Regions from separate parts of the Bos taurus genome. Here region 1 is linked to region 2. A link is a contact called in public Hi-C data. All regions are on one chromosome and are shown on one strand. The core of a region is the stretch at or near the end of the contact, and the rest is flanking DNA. Distances in the headings are between cores, read along the strand shown. Region 1 overlaps ADRA2B (adrenoceptor alpha 2B). Region 2 overlaps LOC132346536 (a long non-coding RNA gene).

Evidence for each region. A called contact is a pair of places that touch in the nucleus more often than the background predicts.
Region 1: a Hi-C map of liver shows a contact between it and region 2, with 2.5 times the contacts expected there. The contact joins two enhancer-like sites. A contact is called at or near these places in 3 of 11 Hi-C or Micro-C datasets (8-cell embryo, liver and skeletal muscle).

What each region holds. Positions count from the first base shown.
Region 1 is chr11:2,250,237-2,254,091 of ARS-UCD2.0, reverse strand. ADRA2B (adrenoceptor alpha 2B) reads left to right here. Exons shown (of 1, transcript NM_001206628.1): 1 at 1-797. The coding sequence ends at 797. Among named protein-coding and RNA genes, the nearest start is that of ADRA2B, 2.5 kb to the left of the region's middle. Within about 2 kb of position 2,536, at least 7 of the 102 cell types and tissues checked have an H3K27ac peak or open chromatin away from gene starts, as enhancers often do. A contact at or near this core is called in liver, where this site is marked.
Region 2 is chr11:2,140,286-2,144,184 of ARS-UCD2.0, reverse strand. All of the region lies in intron 1 of LOC132346536 (a long non-coding RNA gene), which reads left to right. Among named protein-coding and RNA genes, the nearest start is that of FAHD2A, 12 kb to the left of the region's middle. Within about 2 kb of position 1,299, at least 9 of the 102 cell types and tissues checked have an H3K27ac peak or open chromatin away from gene starts, as enhancers often do. A contact at or near this core is called in liver, where this site is marked.

The sequences.
Region 1 (3,855 bases), core at 1,287-3,786, 110 kb before region 2:
CACCCTGCCTTATCATGATCCTGGTCTACCTGCGCATCTACCTGATTGCCAAGCGCAGCCACTGCAGAGGCCCCAGGGCCAAAGGGGGGCCTGGGGAGAGGGAGTCTAAGCAGCCACACCCTGTCCCTGGGGAAGTTTCAGACTCAGCCAAACTGCCAACCTTGGCCTCTCAACTGGCTACTCCTGGAGAGGCCAACGGATGCTCCCAACCTCGCCCAGGGGAGAAGGGTGACGGGGAGACCCCTGAAGCCCCTGGCACTCCTGCCTTGCCACCCAGCTGGCCTGCCATCCCCAAGTCAGGCCAGGGTCAGAAGGAAGGGGTCTGTGGTTCATCTCCGGAGGAGGAGGCAGAAGAGGAGGAAGAAGAGGGTTGTGAGCCGCAGGCCTTGCCGGCGTCTCCTGCCTCAGCTTGCAGCCCGCCCCTGCAGCAGCCACAGGGTTCCCGGGTGCTGGCAACCCTGCGTGGCCAGGTGCTCCTGGGCAGGGGCACAGGCACTGCAGGGGCGCAGTGGTGGCGGCGGCGGACGCAGCTGAGCCGAGAGAAGAGGTTCACCTTCGTGCTGGCTGTGGTCATCGGTGTCTTCGTGCTCTGCTGGTTCCCTTTCTTCTTCAGCTACAGCCTGGGTGCCATCTGCCCGCAGCACTGCAAGGTGCCCCACGGCCTCTTCCAGTTCTTCTTTTGGATCGGCTACTGCAATAGCTCGCTGAATCCCGTCATCTACACTGTCTTCAACCAGGACTTTCGCCGTGCCTTCCGGAGGATCCTGTGCCGCGAGTGGACCCAGACAGCCTGGTGAGCCCGCCAGCCTGCTGCCTGTGTGGGGTGGTGCCAGGTGGTGCTGGGTCACCCTGCTTCACCCTGTCTTAGGTGGCCACCTCCCTGGGCTTTCTGGTCCCTTCCCGGTCCTGAAGCCTCATCCTGGGGACCCCCTGGGAGGGTCAGGGGGTCTATTTGAAGGCTCCCCTTGCAGGCTACAGTCCATGGGGTCAAGAAGAGTCGGACACGACTGAGCGACTAACCCATACACACACACACACACACACACACTTGCTGGCTTGGCTGTGGGGGGCCATCTTCTCCACCCACTGCCTGTACAAGGGCAGATGGACGAGGCTTGGCCCATCCTGAACGTAGCTGAATGTTCTGGACTCCCTTCCCAGAACCACAGACCCCTGCCAACCACTGGTGGGCTTCCCTCCCCTGAGAATCCCGTGTCTTCTGGTTGACCACTTGCGGTGTTTTCTTTCTTTCTCTTCTTCCCCTGGAAAACAGCAGGAAGCCAGCCTTCCACTTTTTCCGGGAGGGCCTGCTGCGGAGGAAGCAGCAGAAATGACGACAGGCACCCACGTTGGGTGCGCAGGTCCCGATGAGGCCCTGGGTGGGGGTGTACGGGCTGACACTGTCTTTGGGCCCTTCTTCACCTTCGTCCTGCTTTTGGGTTTGTAACTCCTTTAAAGACCAGAGTCTCGGATCGTTTTCCTCACTCGGCGCCCCTCTGGAAGGCAGGTGGGTGTGTGGATGCCTCGGTGGGGTGGTCTGGAGGCCTGGCCTCCTCCTCGACGGGAGGGCCCTGATCACTAGCGTTCACCCCCTGCAAAAACTGGGGTGACAATAGCTTGCCGCCTACTTGCCGCCGGGAGACGAAAGGCATGGCTGAAAGCGTTGAGCTCCATGGGGGTAACGCATTAGAGAACCAGAAAATGTGATTATTCAGTGATACAAAAATCCCCCTTTTCTGTGTTTACCACTGCCTGTCTTCCTGTAGACTTTTGTTCTGTGCCTGGGGTGTGAATTCCTACCCCAAACTGGAAGTGGGGAGTGGCAGACAGAACCACAGTTTCAGTTCGAGGATTTCTTTGAGAATGTGTTCTTATGCCTGCAAAGATTTGAGTTATTATGCTGCATGACAACTTCCCAACATTTCACCTGCAACACCAAGAGGGTTTTCATTGGATTGGACCCCCCTCCCCCACAACGGGGGAGAAATCTTCTGTCATCAAGCCGGTGAATGTTTCCCCGAGATCTCTAAAGATACCCACTGCAAGGGAATGGGGTGAGATGAGAGTGTGTGACGGAGTGCTGGGGCTGGAACAGGTGGGTAGGGGCCCGTGGACTCCTAGGGGGCTCCCACTGGAGTCCCCAGGCTGGGCTCCAAGCCCCACGTGGGCCCCTGTGATGCATAGCTGACCCTGCCCCTGGTGGGTACCGTCTGCCCATCTCAGACCCAGCCGTGTTGCTCCACCCCACTGCGGGGGCTCCAGGGGCCTCTCCCTCTTGGTCTCCTCTCCCATCCCTCCTGGAACAACTGGGAGCACTGGGAAGATGTTTCCCAGCCTTCCCCATGGGTATGCGTGGCTCACCATTAAGCCAGTGAGCATCTTATCTTGGGGGCTGGGCTGAGCAGCACAGGCACTGATGGGCCTGGCTGGATCTGGAGGGATGTTGGGGGAATTTTCTGGGGTGGAGAGAACGGAGGGGACCAGAGTCGCTCCTGGGGCAGGAGGCCATCCAGCTCATTCCCTGGTCTCAGCGGGAGGCTGGGCCTGGCCTGGGGGCAGGGCCAGGGAGGCTGGGCCTGGGAGGGGCTGACTTGTGTCATCTGCTGACTAGGCTCACGTGTGCCCCTCGCGGGACCACTGCTGTTGTTGCTGGTGTCCCCTTGTGATATGCAGGTTTTATTTTTTTTAAAGTCTGAGCTATTTTATCAATAAAGGATATTTTGTAATAAGCAAGCTGTGTCCTCATTGCCCAAAGACGACCGATAGTAGTTATTTCTCAGCTACCTGTGTAGCAGATTCTGGCACAGGGGCCCTCCCAGGGCCAGTTGCCTTTTCCACCTCTGGGTGTGGCTGGCTGGTCCCCACCCACCTGCCTGAGTTTGTCCACTCAGCTTCCCTCATTCATCATTACAAGTCAGTGGGGGTGAGAGTCACCAGGGGAGTTTGAGACTGGCTGCCTGGGAAGGAAGGGAGGGAAGGCTTTCAGAGGAGGTGACCTTTGGGCAGGGCCTTGGGTGAAGAGCAGGAGTACACCAAGAAGGAAGACAGGAGGGTGTTTTGGGCAGGAGACCAGCACATGGGGGCTGACACCACCCACACAGAATGGGAGGAACACGGGGAGGGAGGGAGGGAAAGAAGGTCACTCAAAGGAAGGTTTGAAGCTGCTGCCTTCACCCTATGCCTAAGGAAAGACTGAAGGCAAAAGGAGAAGAGGGTGGCAGAGGATGAGATTGGATGGCATCACCGACTCAATGGACATGAATTTAAGGAAACTGGGGCACAGTGAAAGACAGGGAAGCCTGGCGTGCTACAGTCCATGGGGTCACAAAGAGTTGGACACGACTTAGAGACTGAACAATATCAATGACTTCAGTGAGGGGCAGGAGATTGGGATGGATCTGTTTTATGTCAGGCTGTCTGGCATGAGGATTCAGAACTGGAAGGCCTGCAGGTGGTTCCTGTCAGTCTCCCCACTTTCCAGGTGAAGCATCTGAGGCCCCAAGTTACCCCATGAGTTGGGTCAGGAGCTGAGTCCAGCAGGCTTCCTGTCGCCTCAGAGAAGGCAGTTTCTGGGGCCCGAACTAGGTGGGCCAGGTTCTGTTGGCAGGGGAGGCCAGGAAGCAGGCTGGTTGTATTAATAGTAGCAGTTGGCAGAGGGCAGGGGTAGGACTGATACCAGTGGCAGACCCAGGGAAGGATGAGGCCTGGGAGGGAAGGACCCGGATCTGCTGGGGGGAGGCCACGCCCACCACAACCAAGCTTTCATACTTCAGTGGGACCATGGCTTCTGCCGGCGGAGGAGGGGCAACCACCCAAGACTAATGCGTTCATCATCACTGGTGGGCTTGGGAAATG
Region 2 (3,899 bases), core at 50-2,549:
CGGGGCCTGAGACCTGCCACCCCGCCCACCCGGGCTCTCTGCCATGGCCTCCTTCCCTGTGCCGCTGGGCGCAGCGGTTTTACTGGCTGATCCCCACCCCCCCCTGTGCCTCCCGCAGTGCCAGTGCTGGGCGGGGCTCCAGGCCTAAACGCTTGCAAGGTGGCCGGCAGCCTGGCGGGGGAGACAGGGCTGGGCATGTTGGCTCCAGGGCCCACTGGAGTTTTGGAAGCACCTTCACCACCCGCAGCTGAGCCTGACATGAGGGGCTGTAGCAGTGGAGAACTTTTCAGCTGAAAGTGCCTGTCAGCCCACTTTTTTTTTTTAACTGGCTTTGTGGGGAGGCTGGAGCTCTTACGAGTGAAGGGTCTAGAGACTGAGGGGGGCACTTGCTTAAGGTGCAGTTTGCTTTTGAGCTCAAGGGCTGACCCGTCCCCCTAACCCTGCAATCTTCTCCTCTTCACCCCTCCCTTCCTCGCGCCTCCATTCCCGCAGCTCCTAACAGTGGCAAAATGGCCGCCACAGCCCTAGGGCTCACCTCCCGGCTTCGGTGAGGGAACAGTGTCTTTCCCAAGCATTCCCAGCAGCAGAGGTCTCCCTGGGGCCTTGTCAGCTTTCCCTGGGAAGGGGTGCCCCCACTCCTGCCCCAGAGTTGTGGGGGTAGCTAATGCACCAGCTGGCTTGGGCTGGCCTTGGAGGTCAGGTGAACTCCAAGACTGTACAGATAGAGAGCGGAGGGGTCCCCAGGCAAGACTGAGGGGCGTGGCCAGGAGAAGAGGGCGTGTCTGCGGAGGCTGAAGACTGATGTCCAATCGGCTGGTCTTCATTGCCCCCAGACACCCACGTCAGCAGGAGGGAAGTTCCCAAAGGCCTTTTCTTGCCAGGGGAACAGAGGGGTCATGTCGGGGAGGGATGGATGGGCAGACAAAGATCATGCATCCACAGGGGTTCAAGAGAGGTGAACCCTGTGCCCAGGACGAGGTGTAAGAGCAAAGGCAGGTAGGGCAGTGGCAGGTGAGTCAGAGGGAAGCTGGGCTTTCCTGCTGGAGGAACAGACAGAATAAAGAGTGAGACTTCCCGGGTGGTCCAGTGGCCAAGACGTCATGCTTCCAATGCTGGGGACATGGGTTCCATCTCTGGTCAGGGAATTAAGATCCTGCATGCCACACGGCTAGGCCAGAAAAAAAAAAAAAAAAGGCACATAGCAGTTGGCAAGGAGCCCAGTTCTAAGACGGGCAGCCCTTCCTAGTCAGGGCAGCTGTCAAGGGGACAGTTTTAGGTTGGATGGAGCCCTGACTGGTGTCATCACCACCCAAGAGAGGGCTGTGCTTGAGAGGCCCTGAATATCTTCTAGGGCCACACTGGGCCTTCCTGCCCGGCCCACTCCCCTTACACTGTCCCTCCTCTGGGACCTCTCAGCTCTGGTTTACCACTAAGTCATGTCCGGCTCTTGTGACCCGATGTGGACTATAGCCCGCGAGGCTCCTCTGTCCATGGGATTTCCCAGGCAAGAATACTGGAGTGGGTAGCCATTCCCTTCTCCAGGGATCTTCCGGACCCAGGGATCATACCCTTGTCTCCTGCACTGCAGGCAGATTTTTTACCCACTGAGCCACTCAAGAAGCATGGGCTAAGCTCTGGCCACAAGCTAAGCGGTTTCTCCCAGGCCCCCTCATCTTGGCCAGGATGACTTCCATTCTGGCCACAAGCACCACTCCTGATGCATCGGGCCCCACCTATACCCCACTCTCCTCTCCAGTTTCTGAACCCCGAAAAGCGCATCCTGCAGGCAGCTCGAGCCTGTACTTTCTCTGTGTACCCAGCGGCTTCTGACAAAGTCCTGTGCTCTGAGCTGACCACGTGACATCAGAGCTGGCTGGGCCTGCCGCTCCCCTCACCCAAAGGGCCAGGGCCCCCCTGTGAGTCGGCCGGAGGGCTGGCAGCTGTGTCCATGGCCTTGGGGGCTTGCCTAAGGTGGAAATTTGATGGGGGCAGTGAAAAGAACAGGGACCATGTTAGGATGACAAAACCTGGCTCAGGGAGGGCCTATATGAAGTCTCAGAGTCCTCCTGACTCAGTGGCATGGCTCTGGTCTGGACTGTGTTCATGAGGGAAGATGGACAGACGAAGGAATAAAGGTTTCCAAGCACTGTGAGCAGGTGGCCCGAATACCGCACTGATGAGTGCATGCTCAGTTGCTCAGTCATGTCCAACTCTTTGCAACCCCACCAGGCTCCTCTGTCCATGGGATTCTCCAGGCAGGAATACTGGAGTGGGTTGCCATTTCCTCCTCCAGGGATCTTCCCGACCCAGGGATTGAACCTGTGTCTCCTGTGGCTCCTGCACTGCAGGTGTTTTTTCTTACTGCTGAGCCATCAGGGATGCCCCATTACTCTGTGGCAGGCTCCTCAACTTCTCGCCTGGAATCTGTTTCCTCTTGTTTTATTCACAGGTCTATGGGAAGCCCCAGCGCCCTGCAGTCCTCTGCGGCGAGCTTGGTTCCCAGCCTACAGCTTCCCTCATGGCCCGAATCACTGCCTTGGGCGTTTCTGCCTTTGGTGACCCCACAGACTCGAGTTTCCTGAAGGCAGAGCCTGTGGCTTGTCCACTGTGGTCTCCTCACAACACGGCCCACACCCGGTGTGTGGATAGCATTGACTAGAGGGAGGATAATGCCTCCTTTTGTGTGGACCTGGGAACTTGGAACTTGGAAGGAGCAGGGAAGAAGGTCACAGGGACGTCCCTGCCTGGTGGACAGGAATCCCACCCGAACAGACACTTGGGGTCTTAGACAGCCCAGTATTTCTCCTGCAGTGCTGTCTCCTGCTCAGCCTTCTAGACTTCCCCTGGGAAGGGACTGAGTGCGCTCTTCAAGCTTCTTTTCAGGATTTTCAAAAGCCTTGGGACTTCCTTGGCTGGCCCAGTGGTTAAGACCCTGAATTTCCATTGCAGGAGGCATGGGTTTGATCCCTGTTGGAGAACTAAGATCCTTCATGCCGGGCAGCCAAAAAAAAAAAAAAAAAAGAGAGAGAAGGAGAGAAAAGGGGAGGGGGGGAGCCTAATAGATTAAGTCTAGCCTGACTAATCCAAATGTACACTGTGCTTTGGTTTGGAATGAAGTCAGCTCTGTGTGGTAACAGTTATGCAGTCTCATGAGAGTTATGTGTCCTAGTTAATAAAATAGGGCCGATAGTATGTCTTGCTCCCAGCACCCAGTGGAGAAAGGCTGGCATATGAAACTGTCTTCAGGATCTTAAAAGAAATGACAAGTAGCTTCCCTTCCAAGAAGCTTCCCAGGGGACCTGAGAGCAGGAAATCAGTGGAGGCAGGTGTGTGGTGCTGTCGCCCCCTGGTGGTAGATTGGAAGCATAGCACTTGGAACCAGAGGTGATGGACAGAAGCAGGGGAAGGGGGCCACAGAGGATGAGATGGTTGGAGGCATCACCAACTCAATGGACATGAGTTTGAGCAGCTCTGGGAGATGGTGAGAGACAGGGAAGCCTGGCATGCTGCAGTCCATGAGGTCGCAAAGAGTCAAACTCCACAGCGACTGAACAAATGGACAGAGAAGGACTTGGCTCAGTGGTAAAGAATCCGCTTGCCAATGCAGGAGACTTGGTTTCAATCCCTGGGTTGGGAAGATCACCAGGAGAAGGAAATGGCAACTCCCTCCAGTATTCTTGCCTGGAGAATCCCATGGACAAAGGAGCCTGGGGGGCTGCAATCCATGGGGTCCCAAAGAGTTGGACACGACTGAGCAAATAAACGCATTCACACACAAAACCACAGATGGAAGAGGAAGAGGAACCACAGATCTTCTAAATCACAGACTGGTCATTGCCCTGGAAAGTTGTGCTGCAGAGCTGGGTGGAGGAAGGGTATGGGTGCCTTACTCAATGCCT